Linked DNA regions of Mus musculus: all the other regions are linked to region 1. Evidence: chromatin contacts called from public HiChIP or PLAC-seq, Micro-C and promoter capture Hi-C data. All regions are on one chromosome and are shown on one strand. Each heading gives the region's core, a stretch centred on a gene start, on an enhancer-like site or on the middle of the called end of the contact. The rest is flanking DNA. Distances are from core to core; before and after follow the strand shown. Region 1 holds the start of Plekha8 (pleckstrin homology domain containing, family A (phosphoinositide binding specific) member 8). Region 2 holds the start of 6430584L05Rik (RIKEN cDNA 6430584L05 gene). Region 3 holds the start of Aqp1 (aquaporin 1). Region 4 holds the start of Mindy4 (MINDY lysine 48 deubiquitinase 4). Region 5 holds the start of Chn2 (chimerin 2).

The links. Promoter capture Hi-C pulls out the DNA fragments that hold promoters and counts their contacts. A called contact is a pair of places that touch in the nucleus more often than the background predicts. HiChIP or PLAC-seq counts read pairs in DNA pulled down with a chosen protein or histone mark.
Region 2: a contact with region 1 is called in a promoter capture Hi-C map of pre-B cells, with 6 times the contacts expected there. The contact joins the promoter of 6430584L05Rik here to the promoter of Plekha8 in region 1. A contact is called at or near these places in 7 of 39 promoter capture datasets (the 3T3-L1 cell line, hippocampal neurons, liver and 2 more), 1 of 15 datasets of contacts at CTCF or cohesin (large pre-B cells) and 1 of 9 other capture datasets (liver).
Region 3: a contact with region 1 is called in a FOXA1 HiChIP or PLAC-seq map of pancreatic cancer cells. The contact joins the promoter of Aqp1 here to the promoter of Plekha8 in region 1. A contact is called at or near these places in 3 of 39 promoter capture datasets (embryonic stem cells, liver and neutrophils), 2 of 115 datasets of contacts at active chromatin or transcription factors (extraembryonic endoderm stem cells and pancreatic cancer cells) and 1 of 9 other capture datasets (liver).
Region 4: a promoter capture Hi-C map of pre-B cells shows a contact between it and region 1. The contact joins the promoter of Mindy4 here to the promoter of Plekha8 in region 1. A contact is called at or near these places in 16 of 39 promoter capture datasets (the 3T3-L1 cell line, 3T3-L1-derived adipocytes, the C10 cell line and 11 more), 2 of 484 Hi-C or Micro-C datasets (muscle stem cells and reprogramming fibroblasts), 11 of 115 datasets of contacts at active chromatin or transcription factors (the NIH/3T3 cell line, astrocytes, craniofacial prominence and 6 more) and 4 of 9 other capture datasets (adipose tissue, liver, macrophages and 1 more).
Region 5: a Micro-C map of embryonic stem cells shows a contact between it and region 1, with 5 times the contacts expected there. The contact joins the promoter of Chn2 here to the promoter of Plekha8 in region 1. A contact is called at or near these places in 2 of 39 promoter capture datasets (both in liver), 1 of 484 Hi-C or Micro-C datasets (embryonic stem cells) and 1 of 115 datasets of contacts at active chromatin or transcription factors (pancreatic cancer cells).

What each region holds. Positions count from the first base shown.
Region 1 is chr6:54,593,703-54,596,516 of GRCm38.p6, forward strand. It overlaps Plekha8 (pleckstrin homology domain containing, family A (phosphoinositide binding specific) member 8), which reads left to right and starts at 1,409. Exons shown (of 14, transcript NM_001164361.1): 1 at 1,409-1,769. The coding sequence starts at 1,730. It also overlaps a transcript of Fkbp14 not described here.
Region 2 is chr6:55,395,507-55,398,320 of GRCm38.p6, forward strand. It overlaps 6430584L05Rik (RIKEN cDNA 6430584L05 gene), which reads left to right and starts at 1,381. Exons shown (of 4, transcript NR_046179.1): 1 at 1,381-1,467.
Region 3 is chr6:55,334,850-55,337,663 of GRCm38.p6, forward strand. Aqp1 (aquaporin 1) reads left to right here and starts at 1,450. Exons shown (of 4, transcript NM_007472.2): 1 at 1,450-2,025. The coding sequence starts at 1,642.
Region 4 is chr6:55,201,994-55,204,807 of GRCm38.p6, forward strand. It overlaps Mindy4 (MINDY lysine 48 deubiquitinase 4), which reads left to right and starts at 1,390. Exons shown (of 18, transcript NM_001142781.1): 1 at 1,390-1,576. The coding sequence starts at 1,514.
Region 5 is chr6:54,038,471-54,041,284 of GRCm38.p6, forward strand. It overlaps Chn2 (chimerin 2), which reads left to right and starts at 1,462. Exons shown (of 13, transcript NM_001163640.1): 1 at 1,462-1,685. The coding sequence starts at 1,637.

The DNA.
Region 1 (2,814 bases), core at 159-2,658:
CACCCACCCACTCCCCCCCCCCCCCCCATTTAGACAGTGTCTTAGGGTTTCCATTCTTGGGTTAAAGCATCATGACTAATAGCAAGTTGGGGAGGAAAGGATTTTTACCTATTACACTTCTATATCATAGTCCATTATCCAGGGAAGGCAGGGTAGGAACTCAAAACAGTAATCAGGAAGCAAGAGCTGATGTAGAGAGGCCATAGAGGAGTGCTGCTTACTGGCTTGCTCAGCCTGCTTTTTTTTTTTTTTTTTAATAGCACCTAGGATCACCTGACCAAGGGTGGCACCACTCTCAGTGAACTGGACCCTTCCACATCAATCAGTATTTAAGAAAAAGCAGTAGAGACTTGCCTACAGGTAAATCTTATGGTTCGGAGATCCTCGTTCCAAATTACTCTAGCCTGCATCAAGTTGCAAAAAACTAGCCCGGAGAGAAGCTAGTTTAAAAAAAAAATTAGGTTAGAAGTTAGTGCCCTGCTTAAGTTCACTTGGCCGAAAAGAATTGGCACTCCACCTTAAGACTTGGCTTGATTTCATTCTACAAACATCGCTGTCAATGAGTGACTGCTAATAATTCGTCACTTATGTGACCTTGGTGGTGAGTAGATAATACTTAAGGACGGAGAGAGAGAGAGAGAGAGAGAGAGAGAGAGAGAGAGCACTTGTTTTAACAATTATACAGCTTAAAGTTCTAAACGGCTGCCCTCATTTCAGATGTAGTCCATTGCTGCAATCTGAGAAGAAACTAGAAATCACCAAAAGAGATTAAAACAACAACAAAACACAAACAAAACAACAACAAAAACAGGGCATTGAGGTGTGCAGTCAGGCAAATAACCAACTAAGTGATATATTATTTATTAAACCTGTCAACCTTACACTAAGGGAAAAAATGCCTGCACTTTAGCCCTTGAGAGCATATTTCTATAACACTAACATTTGGTTGTGTTGTGCTTCTTCTCAACATTCACCTTCCATCTAACCTGTGATAGACACTTTTCTTGGATAAAAATCCTGACAACAGTGCATTTTCATACTTTCATGTACTTAGAAATTCCCCTTGGAGAGCTTGTAAAAGTGCCGATTTTTAATCCAAAAGGTCTGGAACCCCCGAGAGATTTTTTTTTTTTTTTTAACAGAAGCCCAGGTGAAGTCAATGTCTGCGGTCCAGAGACCAAGCTTCCAGTCAAGAGGCCGGCAGTTTGAACAGCGCCTTACACAGAAGTGCATCCGGAAACTACAGACTAGCCTCATCCGAGGATTCCGGGTCTCAGCCCGCATCCTCCTCCACTGACAAACTTGTCATTAAAAGCTGGATCCCTGGAGCCTAGACCCCCATGGGTGACCTGCCACCCGCGTGCGCATCGGAGCCCCGCCCACCGGTCAGCCCCTCCGCGCAGTGGCCAAACCCTGGCGTGGATTTGGTAGCGTGCGCACAGCGCAGTGAGCATGCGCGAGCGCGCCGGGGCGGGCGCTGTGGGCTCAGTGGCCGCAGGAAGGCGCCCGCGACCGCCGCCACAGGGGCCGCGCCTCCCGCGCCTCCCTCGCCTCTCTCTGGCGGCCGCTCTGCGGCGTCCACACCGACTGCGCCAGGCGCAGGCGCAGCCCCCGGGACCCGGAGCTGGTGCTCCCAGGCTGTCGCGGTGACCCCGCCCCCGGGCCCAGGATGTGAGGCCGGCCCGGCGTCCCCGCGGCGGGCCGGGGCGACGAGGGGCCCGCGGGTGCCATGGAGGGCGTGCTGTACAAGTGGACCAACTACCTGAGCGGTGAGTGCCGGCTTCCGTGGGTGCGGTGCGCCAGGCGGCACCCTCCGCCGGCTCGCGGCCCGGATGGAGAGTTGGGTACCGGGTGAAGCCGGCAGCCTGGGTCCGCTGCGGGGTCCACCTCAATCTCGCGAATTGGGTGGGGGGCGGCCTCGCTTGGGCCGCGCAGCCCAGCTGCAGGGTGCCGAGTGCCACCAACCCCTGGATTCCAGAGTCTCCACGCAGTCGATCTCCCTAGGCACCTTCAGGGTCATCCCCCTGCCGACCGAGGTAGTGGAACTCTAGCACCGCAGCCCTAAGCCCTGAAGTGTACGCTGGCGATCGGCCTTTTCTCTCCGAACATTTCTTTTGTTTCAGAACTCTGTCATAAAAATGAATGCAGATATTAACAACGGTGTCCTTGTCTTGCCCAGCACAATGGCTTAAAATAGCACCCTGCCCCCTTTCTAGCTCTTGGAAGCACTTTCCAACTATCCAGAAGTTAGAACTATTCCTCAGCTTTGAAGATGATTCTCAACGAACATTATTTTCATCCAAGCAGCCAGTATTTTATAAGTACTATGCTATATGAACAGTGCTGGGTGCGTTTTAAAGTTAAACTTTTTTGTTAGGGAAAATGGGTTAACATTTAACGTGTCAGTGGGGATGCAGAAACTAGAAATCTTACCAACTAGAGCTAGGGTTTCCCCATCCTTTGGTGGGGCAGTTCTGTAGTAAGGACAGGTGTGTATGGCTTGTGAAGATCTGGCAGAGTAACTTTGAGGAAGTCACAGCCCAGTACAGGCAGAAGTACACCTGTCAGCATGTACCTGGAATCTCCAAGTAGTATAGTAGTTAGCACAGTTAATTCATTTTTTTTAAAATCTCTACCCGAGGGTCTGATGAGAAGGTTTTCCTTAAGACCTGGCCTTCACTTCAAGGATCTCCACTGATGTCAGCAGAGAGATTAGGTTATACAGGAAGAACTCAAAGCTGGCCTGCAGGTCCTTGAATACTGGAAGCCGATTAGCATGTTGTTTAAGAGAAGGCTTGACGGTGCCATTCTCCC
Region 2 (2,814 bases), core at 131-2,630, 800 kb after region 1:
TTCATGGTTGGCTGGAGTTTGGGTGATAGGAGCATATAGAGATGGGAAAGTATAGTAACTGGAGGGTAAAAAATAGGAGAGGAGGGCACATGGGTGACTGATGACCAGTCAGTATTAATAATCTGGGAACCTCAACTAGAGAAGGCAGGGTTAGCCTTTCTCGGAGACAAGACATAAGAGACTTGGCTCTATTTGCAAGAGAGCATATGCAGTGGGCATGGAGCTGAGGGGAAGGATGCAGACTGAATGGGACGTGGACCTGGGAGGTTTAGTGTCAGGGTGGAGTAGCAAGCTGAGGAGGAACCCTGGGAGGAGAGGAGGCTCTGTGCATGCAGCTGGGTCCTGGGGTCCTGATAAAGCAAAAGAAGAGACTGCGGGGAGTTGGGGGCATTGTGGAGACAAGGAGAGAGAAGACTAGTAGGGTACTGACCATTTGTCTGGGCATTTCTGTCAGCCAAGGTGAAGGTTGGGGCTTGAGGGACTAGGAGAACTTGGGCCAGAGTCTCCTGAACTCTGGGGCACCTTCAGAGGTCCAGGAATCTCAAGAGGTGGGACTCAACATGGGAGGGATAGCAAAGAGAGAGATAGGGCCAGGATGGAGAGGACCCGGGAGAGCTGCAATTGCTATAGGAAGCCTGTGTCTTGAAGCTTGTGTCTAGAAGCCTGTGATGCCTTTAGCCTGTGGCTTCAGGGGCTCCCAGAGGCCCCACGCCTGGAGCCCTTATGTGGTGTTGGAACATAACAAGAAGCAGCAGGGTTGGATTTATTTTTTCAGTCAGCTCTGATTGGCTCACTCATGTGTATGAACCTCTTCCTGTGGACAGTGCTCTTTCTGGCTGGCTCGCAAGCTTACGCTCATCTCAGCTCTCCATTCTTCCCTCTAGGAGGCTCCAGTTCCCAGATTCAGGGCAATGAAACCAGAATAGCACACACAGCAGCTGTGCTGCCTCAATAATACAAACATCTGGGTCCTGGGGCTGCCAGAGTGGCTGGAGCCTTTCTGCATGCAGACAGCCAACATCTTCCTAGTTAGAATTTCCCCCTGCCCCTACTTTCTCTTTCTTGTCCTCTCTTCCCCTCGAGGTCATTCTAACCCAGGTAGTGTGTTGTTACATGATACGTGATGAGAATGTGTGGCGCTCTCCCTGCCTCTCAGTGAGGAGAAGCAGGTGGGTAGCATACGTGTTCACAGATTCTTTTGGGGCTCTGGCTTCCCTGCAGCAAGTAGGTGGGTCCGCGAGCCTCCCTCCCTCAGAGGCATTGCATAAGCAGCCGCAGCCCTGAGTACATTCCCATGGTTACCGGGCTGGGAAAGGCTGGCCGAGATGGCATCGCCATGGCACCGGCATGGTCCACAGCTCTGCTGGGCGTGGCTCTGGTATGTGTAGCTCTGGTCTCTTGCTGGACAGATGGCCTTCACAGAGGGCCCTCCCAGACATCCAGTGGCCTTGGATATCATGATGTGAGGTAAGCAGACAGGAGCAGTCTGGGTGGAATTTGAGGGCTTCTCATGTCCTCACAGAAGGCCTTCAGTGGCTCAGCCAGCAGCCTTGCTGTGCGGTAGCTCTGAAACCAGTTTTTCCTCATCAAGGGCTCAGCACAGACCAGATGGGCCAAGCCACAGCTCTGCCCATTGCCTACACCCCCTTGGAAGCCCCTTACTCAAGCCCATAGGAATGAGGAATATGGAGCCTGGGCTCCATAGCCATCTGTGTTTGGCCACCCTCAGGCAGGCTGTGCCCAGGGATGCTACAGTCAGGGATAAGATCTTCAGACCTAGGCCTGTCTGGGGGACACAGGAGAAGAAGGGCATGTGAAATGGGTGGTCGAGCTGTCAATGCAGCTGTGGGGATGGCTTGAAAGGAGAAAGTCGGAAAAAGGGGCTGGCAAGAAGGCAGAGGCAAAATTCTGTGTGTCTCTCCATGATCATGTCTGCATATGAAGGCTCAAAGCTAGTCTCTGTGGTGCTAGAGCACAGGAAACTCCATGTAGAAGGTAGTTGGATGGGGAGCAAAGATGCCGTGTGGGGCCCGGGGAAAGCTCAGTAGGCATTCCTCCTATAGGGACACCACCAAGTAGTTCCCTGAAGCTCAAGCTTGCGTCTGTGATTGTCCTATAAGATGTCCCACAAAGGGTCACCCAGTTCTTCCAGCCAACCAATAAGGATCATCCAAATCATTCTAACCAGGGTGATGTCCTAACCCATCCTCTTGTCACAGTTTTCCGTGTGTAAGTCACATCATGCTGCATCAGACTCCATGCAGACCCTAAACTGAGACTCTCTTGTCCTTCACAGCCCATGTAACAAATAGGGACAAAATAAACCTTATCACCTCCCTGACGTGACATTTGTTTTTAAAGTAGGACACCTGGAACAAAAAAGCAGAGTGTCCTCTCATTTGGCTGAGCACTGTGTGTCAAGCCTCTCAAATGGTCCAGAATGTCTGTGAACGTGCAGTAAGTGTCAGCTCTGGAGCTAGCCAGCCAGGAAGTCCTATACAGCAAGGACCAGCTATACATTATCGAAGCATTCCATTTATATGGCCAGTCTTCCCTCTGCTTCACTTACAGCCATATCCACAGATGGAGTGGGTCCTAGTCATGATCCATAGCAGATGTCTGTCTTCAACTGTTTTGTGTTGCTAGGACAAAATGCTTGAAGTTGAGTAATTCGTAAAAACCAGGCATGAGATTAACTCACAGTTCTAGGTGCCCAAGAACATGGGGACATCTCAGATTTGGTGAGGACCTCTAGGTTCCTCAACACGTGGTGGATGCATCACACTGGGAGCACATGCGGAAGGGTGTGTGTTT
Region 3 (2,814 bases), core at 200-2,699, 740 kb after region 1:
CTCCCATCAAACATAGCATGGGATTTCTGTAGGTCACATCTGGTTCCAGGACTGTGGCTGAATACAACCTGGCCCTTGAGGGACAATGTCATTCTCTGTAGGATAGAAGGTGCTTGGCCCTATCTTGACAGATGTCAGACTCAAAGACATTTCTTCTTTCTCAGTGAGTGTTGTTTTTCCACCTCTGATGGGTAAGAAGCCAATGATTCTGATAAGGACTAAGATGGAAAGAGAGGGACCAATCATAACAGGTCCTACCTTGTGGCCACAGAGAGAGCCTCCCTATGGGCCTGGTATACCTTCCAGCACACTCAAACAGTAGGCAAGTGACCGACCAGTTCTCTGGTCCTTTACTCGGGATTTTGGGGGTACACAGGAAACATGGTGGGTGCTTTGTCTGCCCCCACCTCCTCTCCACCCCTCCTGGTGTTGGAAAGTGCCTCTGGTCTCCCTTACCTTCCTCTCTCCTCTTTCTCTATCTAGATTCTTGTCCGGCCTATGTCTCCTCTGCTCCGTTTGTCTCTTCCTGTTTCTGACGTGCTGTTTTTTCCTGTGATGCTAGTGACTGAATCCAGTGCCCAGTTGAATATTGTATGCGTGAGCACATCCATAGCCTGGCCGCTGTCTCCTGCAAGGCTGGAAACCTCTTCCACTTTCCACCATCACTCGGATAATGCTTCCTGTTGCTCTGCCTATCATCCCATCACTGCATCTGTCTCTTAGCCCCAGCCCATGTCTCCCATTCGCTCCTTTTCAGGTCCAGCTGTCATTCCTTCCATCTCTTCAGTGACCTGCTAGCTACTTTATCTATTAGAGAAAAAAAAAAAGCCTAAGCAACATTATCTTCCCCACCCCCTCTCAAATCATGGCCTCAAATTGTTTTAAGTTTGAGGAATTGGGGGAGTTTTCCAGCAACCTTGCTTGGCTAAGGTCTGCCATTGTCTAAAGAATGATAGGTGGCTCCCAGAAAGCTTCTCTACTCCCATCAATGAGGCCCGGGGGGCGAGGACACATCCCCAAAGTGACATGCAGCTGCTTGGCCCAGGCCAGGACATTGGAGGCCAGACTGGCCCACAGATTTCTCAGCCTGAGAACTTCAGATTACTAACTCTGCTCAGAGTGGGATGGGACAGGCAGGCAATTTCTGGTGCCACCTCCAGGGAGGGCAATGTCCGTCTGGGGAGTCCAGACAACCCCTATTCCCCACCCCTTCTAGAGTGCCAGCCTCTGCCCTCAGGCACCCTTGAGCTTTGCAGGCTGGGCGGGGACACCTGGATTTCTCTGGCCCCCTGAGAAGAGCCAGCTTGGAAGAATTTCCCAAAGCCTATTAGAGCAACGGTTGCCTCCTGCCTCCTTACGCTGGGCAGGGCCGAGGGCTGAGGCGGGTGGAGGGAGCAAGGGAGGGCAGGAGGGGGAGAGGAGGAAGGAAAAAGTTGGCAGGCAGACAGCAGAGCCCTGTCTGCATCCATCGCAGCGAGGAGGCTCGTGTGGTGTGGGGCGGGCCAGGAGCAAGGAGAGGCCTTCCTCCCTTTGTGCTCCCCCCACCCAGCCCTATAAATAGGCCCAGCCCAGGCTGTGGCTCAGCTCTTGGAGGGAGTTGAGCACCAGGCATCCAGCGGTTAAGTCGAGGTCCCTGCCAGCATGGCCAGTGAAATCAAGAAGAAGCTCTTCTGGAGGGCTGTGGTGGCTGAGTTCCTGGCCATGACCCTCTTCGTCTTCATCAGCATTGGTTCTGCCCTAGGCTTCAATTACCCACTGGAGAGAAACCAGACGCTGGTCCAGGACAACGTGAAGGTGTCGCTGGCCTTTGGTTTGAGCATCGCTACTCTGGCCCAAAGTGTGGGTCACATCAGCGGTGCTCACCTCAACCCTGCGGTCACACTGGGGCTCCTGCTCAGCTGTCAGATCAGCATCCTCCGGGCTGTCATGTACATCATCGCCCAGTGTGTGGGAGCCATCGTCGCCACGGCCATTCTCTCGGGCATCACCTCCTCCCTAGTCGACAATTCACTTGGCCGCAATGACGTGAGTGGGGTATCTTAGGCTTAGGGTGTCTGTAGGAGAAGACAGAGAGGGAGCTGGCTCCATTTGCCTACTGTACAAGGGGGATACTGAAGAACAGAGAGAAGGATGAAGGTTTCTGGAGTCATGCTGAGAACTGGGGCTAGAACTCAGTTGTACTGCATGGTCTCTTTGCTGGTTGGTGCTGTGAGAATGGAGGAGCTAGACAATATGGTTGTGCCAAAGTCCCCTGCAGAGTAGCTACTGCCAGGAATGAGCTGGAGGGGCAGCTAGGTGCATGCCAGCAGTTCCTCCCCTCTTCTGAGCTACCTGAGCAGTCACCTTCCCCCTTTGCAGTCCCGTGCACTAGGCAACCTCTACCTACTGTCCCGAGTACATTTTCTCCAGCTACCCAGTGTGTTTAAAGCCACTTCTGCAAGTGTCTGAGTGTGACTCTCTTGATAAGTTGCCTGGGCTTCTAATCGGCTTCTAATCCTTAGCCAGGTCCCCAAATCAACTTCCTCAGAAAGTCAGGAGACAGCCCCCTTTCCTCCCTCTACCCCCAATAATTAGACAAAGTTGAGAGAACAATACTCTCTCTGGAGCTTTGGGAGAGTTTTCTAGATACCAGTTCAGGAGAAGGGCTCAGCTCAGCAGTCCCTGGCCACTGAACCGTGGGGCATGCTGGCTTGTTGTGTGCGGAGGTGGAAGCGAAGGTGTGTGAGTGTCTGCTTGGGTCCTGAACTTGTGTAAGCTATTTTCACGTTGATGCTGTGTTGTTGGAGAGTGTGTAAGCACTTGTACCCATTGTTC
Region 4 (2,814 bases), core at 140-2,639, 610 kb after region 1:
TCCTGTTTCTGTGATGGATCTGAAACCTACAACTGTGGATCACAGTATTTTGTCCCAGCAACAGAAAACAAAACGAAGACAAGCAATTACCGGTTTTTGACATGCAAGCTCTTGTCTTACTTATGTCTATGTAAGAAAGTCTGCCTTGCGCTTTAAATGATAACACATTTACTAGTGTGTCCTTACATCTGAAATAGCAGGTCCCCTGGCAAGGTTCCTGATTGCTATCTTCACTTTACCCACATGCAGCTAAGGTGAGTTTGCAGAGACCTCCTTGGAGGGTTAGACGGTGAGGATGCCTGGAAATTATAACTGTCCTAATACAATGACATCCTCAGGACACCAAAGCGGACCATGAAGTCTCCAGACACAGTGCATGTGCCGTTGGCTGTGAGACAATCTTACATACAACATACCTTTCTAATTTTATAAATGTTTTAAGGTTTCTCAGAATTGAATAATCATACAAACCTAAGATTTTGTGAGTATCACTGCCTGGAAACAATTTTAAGAAAAAAATAAGAAACATTAGTTTAGAGAAAATAATTTGTATGTAGGAGTGTGGGTGATATGTGCTGAGTTGAGAGCATAACGTTCCTAAGTTGAGGTCCTAATGCCTTGTAGCATCTAGAATGTGACTTATCTGGAGGTACAGTAACATTAAAGGAGGTTGTTATGGTGAACACTTAACTGTGTTCAGTGTTCTAAGAAGAGATGAATAATAGCACACAGATACATTTAGAGGGAGGCTCTGTAAAGACACAGAAAGAAGATGTCAACGGGAGGGAACTCGAGCCATAAAAGCCCTGGTGCCACCTGTTCACCAGCTTGCAGGCTACATACAGGATTGCAAGGTAGTAACTTTGTTGTTGAAGCCACAGTCTGCGGCGTTTTATTATAGCAGCCCCAGCAAACCAACGCAACAGGCAAAGTACAGTCCTGGAGAAAGTTGAGGTGCTACCCAAGGGACTGGCAAAGACCTGGGCTTCGGCAGTTTCCCATCCTTCCAGTTTCTAGATGCCAGAAATTGGAGTCTAAGCGCCCTTGCCATAACAGAGGCCAGAACACTGAAGTCTGTGTCTCAAGTGAACCCGGGAGGTAACTGCAATCCTGAGGGTGGACTGTCAGGGCCCTGCTTCCCTGCCAGTTCAGACTTTAAGAACCACAGGGTAGGGCGTGTTTCCCATTTTGTGTATGGAGAAATAGAACCTTTGATTAGGCCAGTGACATCCACCACAAAAAACCAGAGTCAGTCAACTCGGCGCCCAGAACTCATAGGCTAAGTCCCGCCTTCAGCTGCTGGCACAGCAACTGGCAGAGAGTAGCGGCTTGGAGGATGCTCCTCCCTCCCTTCTCTCCCGCCCTCCTAGAACGCTTGTTTCCCAGGAAGGGGAGGAGTTCTTCCTGGCGCGGATGCCACCGTCGCCACGGCAACGCCGCTTTACTGGGCCCAACGGATTAAGGGGCCTGGGGCTGCAGGCGGCCGCGTGGCCTCGTGGGCAGCGCTAGCAGCATGGACAGTCTGTACGTGGAGGAGGTGGCCGCCTCCCTGGTCAGGGAGTTTCTTAGCAGAAAGGTAATGTCTGGACACTCCGAAACCCACTAGTATCTTCTTAAGTTGGGGGGCAACCAGTGGTTTCCATTAGCATCTTTGCACCTTCGAGGGTGGGGGGAGCATTCCATGCCTTCTGTTCGCCTCAGAGATTTCCCCAAGAGCGCCCCTTTCTCGGGACAAGGAAACTACATTTCCCAGAAGCCAGCCCTCCCTAATGCAAGGGCACGTCCACAAAGCCAGGCCTGCGCTTGCTTGGCTGCCCTCCCCTGGTCCCCTCTGTCACAGCAGTGCCAGATTGGCAAGGGTGTCCAGGGCGGAGCAAGTTCTCCCAGCCAGGAGCACAGGACATGTCTGTAGAAAAGAACTTTCTAAAGGAAAGTTCTGGACAGGCAGTCCTTTTGATCATTTTAATCAATGATGGAAATTCTAGCTGCTGAATGAGCTTTTGTGGGGGGAATTATGTAAATTCTCTTACTGCCAGAAGAGTTTTCAAAGTGTTTACAAGTTAGGGAGGCTCTTGAGTCCCCCATGGGGGTCTAGGAGAGGAAGGCACTTCCTAGACTCCAGGAGTCCCACACTGGCTTGTAGTTTACACAAAGGGGCTGAGGACTATACACTAGGGATCTGTGCTTCCACATGATGTCATATTGAGCTGGCCCAAGGGGCACTAATTTGAGATTGAAACATGCATGCGTGTGTGCGTGCGTATGTGTGAGTGTGTGTGTGTGTGTGTGTGTGTGTGTGTGTGTGTGTGTGTGTGTGTTTGCATGGAACAAAGGAAAAGGATTTGAGGTCAGATGGTGGAAGTTTAGGTATGTGCTATTAGTTTGAAATGTAAGTTTGACGTTACTACCTCATCTTCTCTCTAACGGGAACTTTTACAGTCCACTCATGTCTGATGAGTGAGCACTAGTGATGCCCAGGCAGCGCCTAGGTTCTCTTTAAACTCTCTGTGTAGCCCAGACTGTCTTTACACTCTCGATTCTCCTGCCTCTGACTCCTGTATTCGGAAGTACGGGGGCATACCAGCATGCACAGTTGTAATTACTTTCGTCACTGCTTCTGCTCTGGGACAGAGACCTTGTGATCACCACAGGCCTTTGCCACCCTGTGTGTACCTCCTAGATGGTGATTGATCTTCTCAAATGTCCCTAACCATCCTGGAAGATAAGTATACTTACAGTATTCCTTTTCATATCAGAGTGTTATGGGACAAGGCAGCAAAGAAACTTGCCCGAGGGTGAGCAGGCTGGACCTTG
Region 5 (2,814 bases), core at 212-2,711, 560 kb before region 1:
GTGACATGAGTGCATATCATGATCCTTTAACATTTATTATTCACTGTACATGAGGTCCTCTTCCGATGTGGAGGCCCCCAGGACCTCGCTGCTGTTCCAGAGTCACTCCTGATCATTTTCAAATGGACTATGTCCTTTTTAGCCATGTTTTTCAAATCGTGCCGCTCCCAATGAGAACACTTTCCGTTTTGCTCTATAATGAGAGTACTTTCATTCCTTTAATGTTTGCTTTTTTTCCCTTTGATCTAACAATTTCTGTTCAAATTTCACAGTTTTTCTGTAGCTTTAGGAATGAAAGAACCGATTACCCTGCTGGGAGCGTGAAACGGATTTTAAAAAATATATATCTGCATGACATTTCCTTCCAGTAAAATTAATTTAGGTTTAAATACAGGAGGATGGCACACACCGGCTCCAGTCCCTTTCTCCGGTACACCTAGGCAATTCCTTATCCTTAAAGGATTCAGTCGCACCTGCTGCAGAGTCAGTCTTTTGTGAAGATCCTACCAAGGGGCAGAGAACCACTTTCTTTGTGTAAGACCGATGCCACCTTTGGGATGTCTCTATTTCTTTTAGCACCGGTCTCAGAAGCATAGTGGACTTTGGGGGCACTGTCCCTGCCAGTGTCTGGGGTACTTAAGTGTAGCTAGATCAGCTCTCTCTGCTTTAGGAGACGCTTCTTGTGGCAGGGCAGGGACCTTCGGTTCCTGACCAACAAAGGACAAATTAAAGGGTGATGGGAAGGGCGCTTCCCAGCCTTGGTGGCATCCTGGCCTGCTCCAAACCCGCACGTAATCCTTAGAGACCTTGTCTTCTCCTTCTGGAAGTACCCCCACCCCTGCACCCCCTCCCCCGAGCTGTGTGGCTGATCCAAACCTAGAGCTTGCTGCCAGTCCCACCACCTTCCTCCTACGACCCCTCCATCCCCTTCTAATTCGGGAAGCAGCACTGTACACTGCTGCCCGGCCCGCCTCGCGTCCCTGGCGGCGTGCCCAACACCTCGGGGCAGGCTCCGAGTCCTGATGGTCTCCACCCCTTGGTCTGCAGCCTCCCCCTGCAGCCAGGGTTGCAGGAGCTGTCAAGCCGGCCGAGCGGATTCAGCCCGGAGCGCCGGCGTTCCTCTCCTTCCTTTGTGTGCGCGCGCGAGCCGAGTTGGGGAGGAGGGAGAAGGGGGAGGTCGCTGTCTATCTGTCTCCCCCGCCTTTGCCCGGGCCGCTCGAAGTGCGGCGGCGGGAGAGGCTGGATCCCTAGAGTCAGTGCCGGGAGCCGAAGGGCGCCCAGGTTCCAGTCGCGCGCAGGGAGCGGGCCCGCGGCGGGGACAGCGGGGACGCCGAGAGAGGTGGTCCCATCCTCCTGGCCGGCCGCCTTGGCCTCGCTGTGCCCCTGCCACCTCGACGCCCGCAGCGGAGTGCGCCCAGGCGCCGAGAGGGACGGCGAGCACGAATAAATAGCGGCGGCGGCAGCGCGTCATCTGGCGGAGCAGGAAGTACAGGCAGAGTCCGGAGGCCGGTGCTTCCCGCGCGTCCCCAGGACTTTGCCATGGGCTGGGGGCCGCGCGGGCTGCGAGCAGCCGGCCGAGGGCAGCGGCGACGCCGCCCGCACCAGGACTGAGAGAGCGGTGACGCGCGGCGCCGAGATGGCAGCATCCAGCAACTCTAGTCTGTCCGGCTCCTCCGTGTCCTCTGGTGAGTTTCAGCGCGCGGGCGCCCGTGCTGGGATGGAGAGTCTACCTGTGGCCGTCCCTCCCGCTCTAGGAGAGCGTGGCGCGGGACACGAGCGTCACTGGGACACTTGTTAAGGTGGTCAACACCTTTGCGTCTGAGCGGTGACAGTGTAGTGGTGGGACTCGGTGGTGTCCTAGGCGTGCGGACCTGGAGTCTGGGGCTCCTGGCGAGCAGTAGCTGCCAGCAGCCTTGCACTTTCTGCACAGCTGGAACAGGGGCAGAAGGCGCAGGGAAGCTGAGGGCACAGCTGGGCTCGGGACCTGTCTGCCTTGGTGCCAGAAACCTTGGATACTCAGAGCCAAAGAAGGGTGCAAACCCCAGCTCCTTGCAGACTCGGATTTCTTTGTTTGTTTCAGAAATTAGCTCCTTGGAGACACTCGCTTGGGGTATGGGTTTGAGAGAGCAGCCAGGACGAAAATGTGTCTTGCTCATCTGACTGAAGTGGGATAGTGGAATGGAGGTTGAGCCCAGCCTCTGACTCCTGGCGTGTTTAGTGTGTGTGTGTGAGTGTGTGTGTGTGTGTGTGTGTGTGTGTGTGTGTGTAGGGACAGACAGAGACAGAGAGACTGTGAGACAGACACAGAGAACATGTGTGCGCGCGGGAGGGGGGCGGTGGGGGCTGTAATTTTACTTTCAAGGCTTCTTTTTTTTTCAGTGTTAAATGTGGCTGGGTGAAAGAAGGGCTTTCAAGCTTTTCTATGGTTGATCAGCAGGTCTAATTGAACAGAAAAAAATGATAATGAATGTGAATGCATAAGAATCAATGGAGGCAGCCCCTCTGGTTTCTGAACATGACAGGTTTCTAATCAGACTGATGCATTAGGTACAGTTCTACTACCCCTTTGGTCACTGAAAACTTTAATAAGAAACCCTGAAGGGATGGCTGGTAAGACATTTGGCATGGTATACAGAACTCAAGGGTCCAAGACAACAGTCTTCAAGTCCTGGTGGGAATGCTCAGTGTGTTACTACTGTATGGTGTCCACAATTGAGTTCCTTTTATTTATTCTCCAAAAATTAAATCCGGAGTGGAGAAGAGATGCAGCACTGGCAGGAAGGCAGGCATTAAAAGGAATCATAGCTATGGATG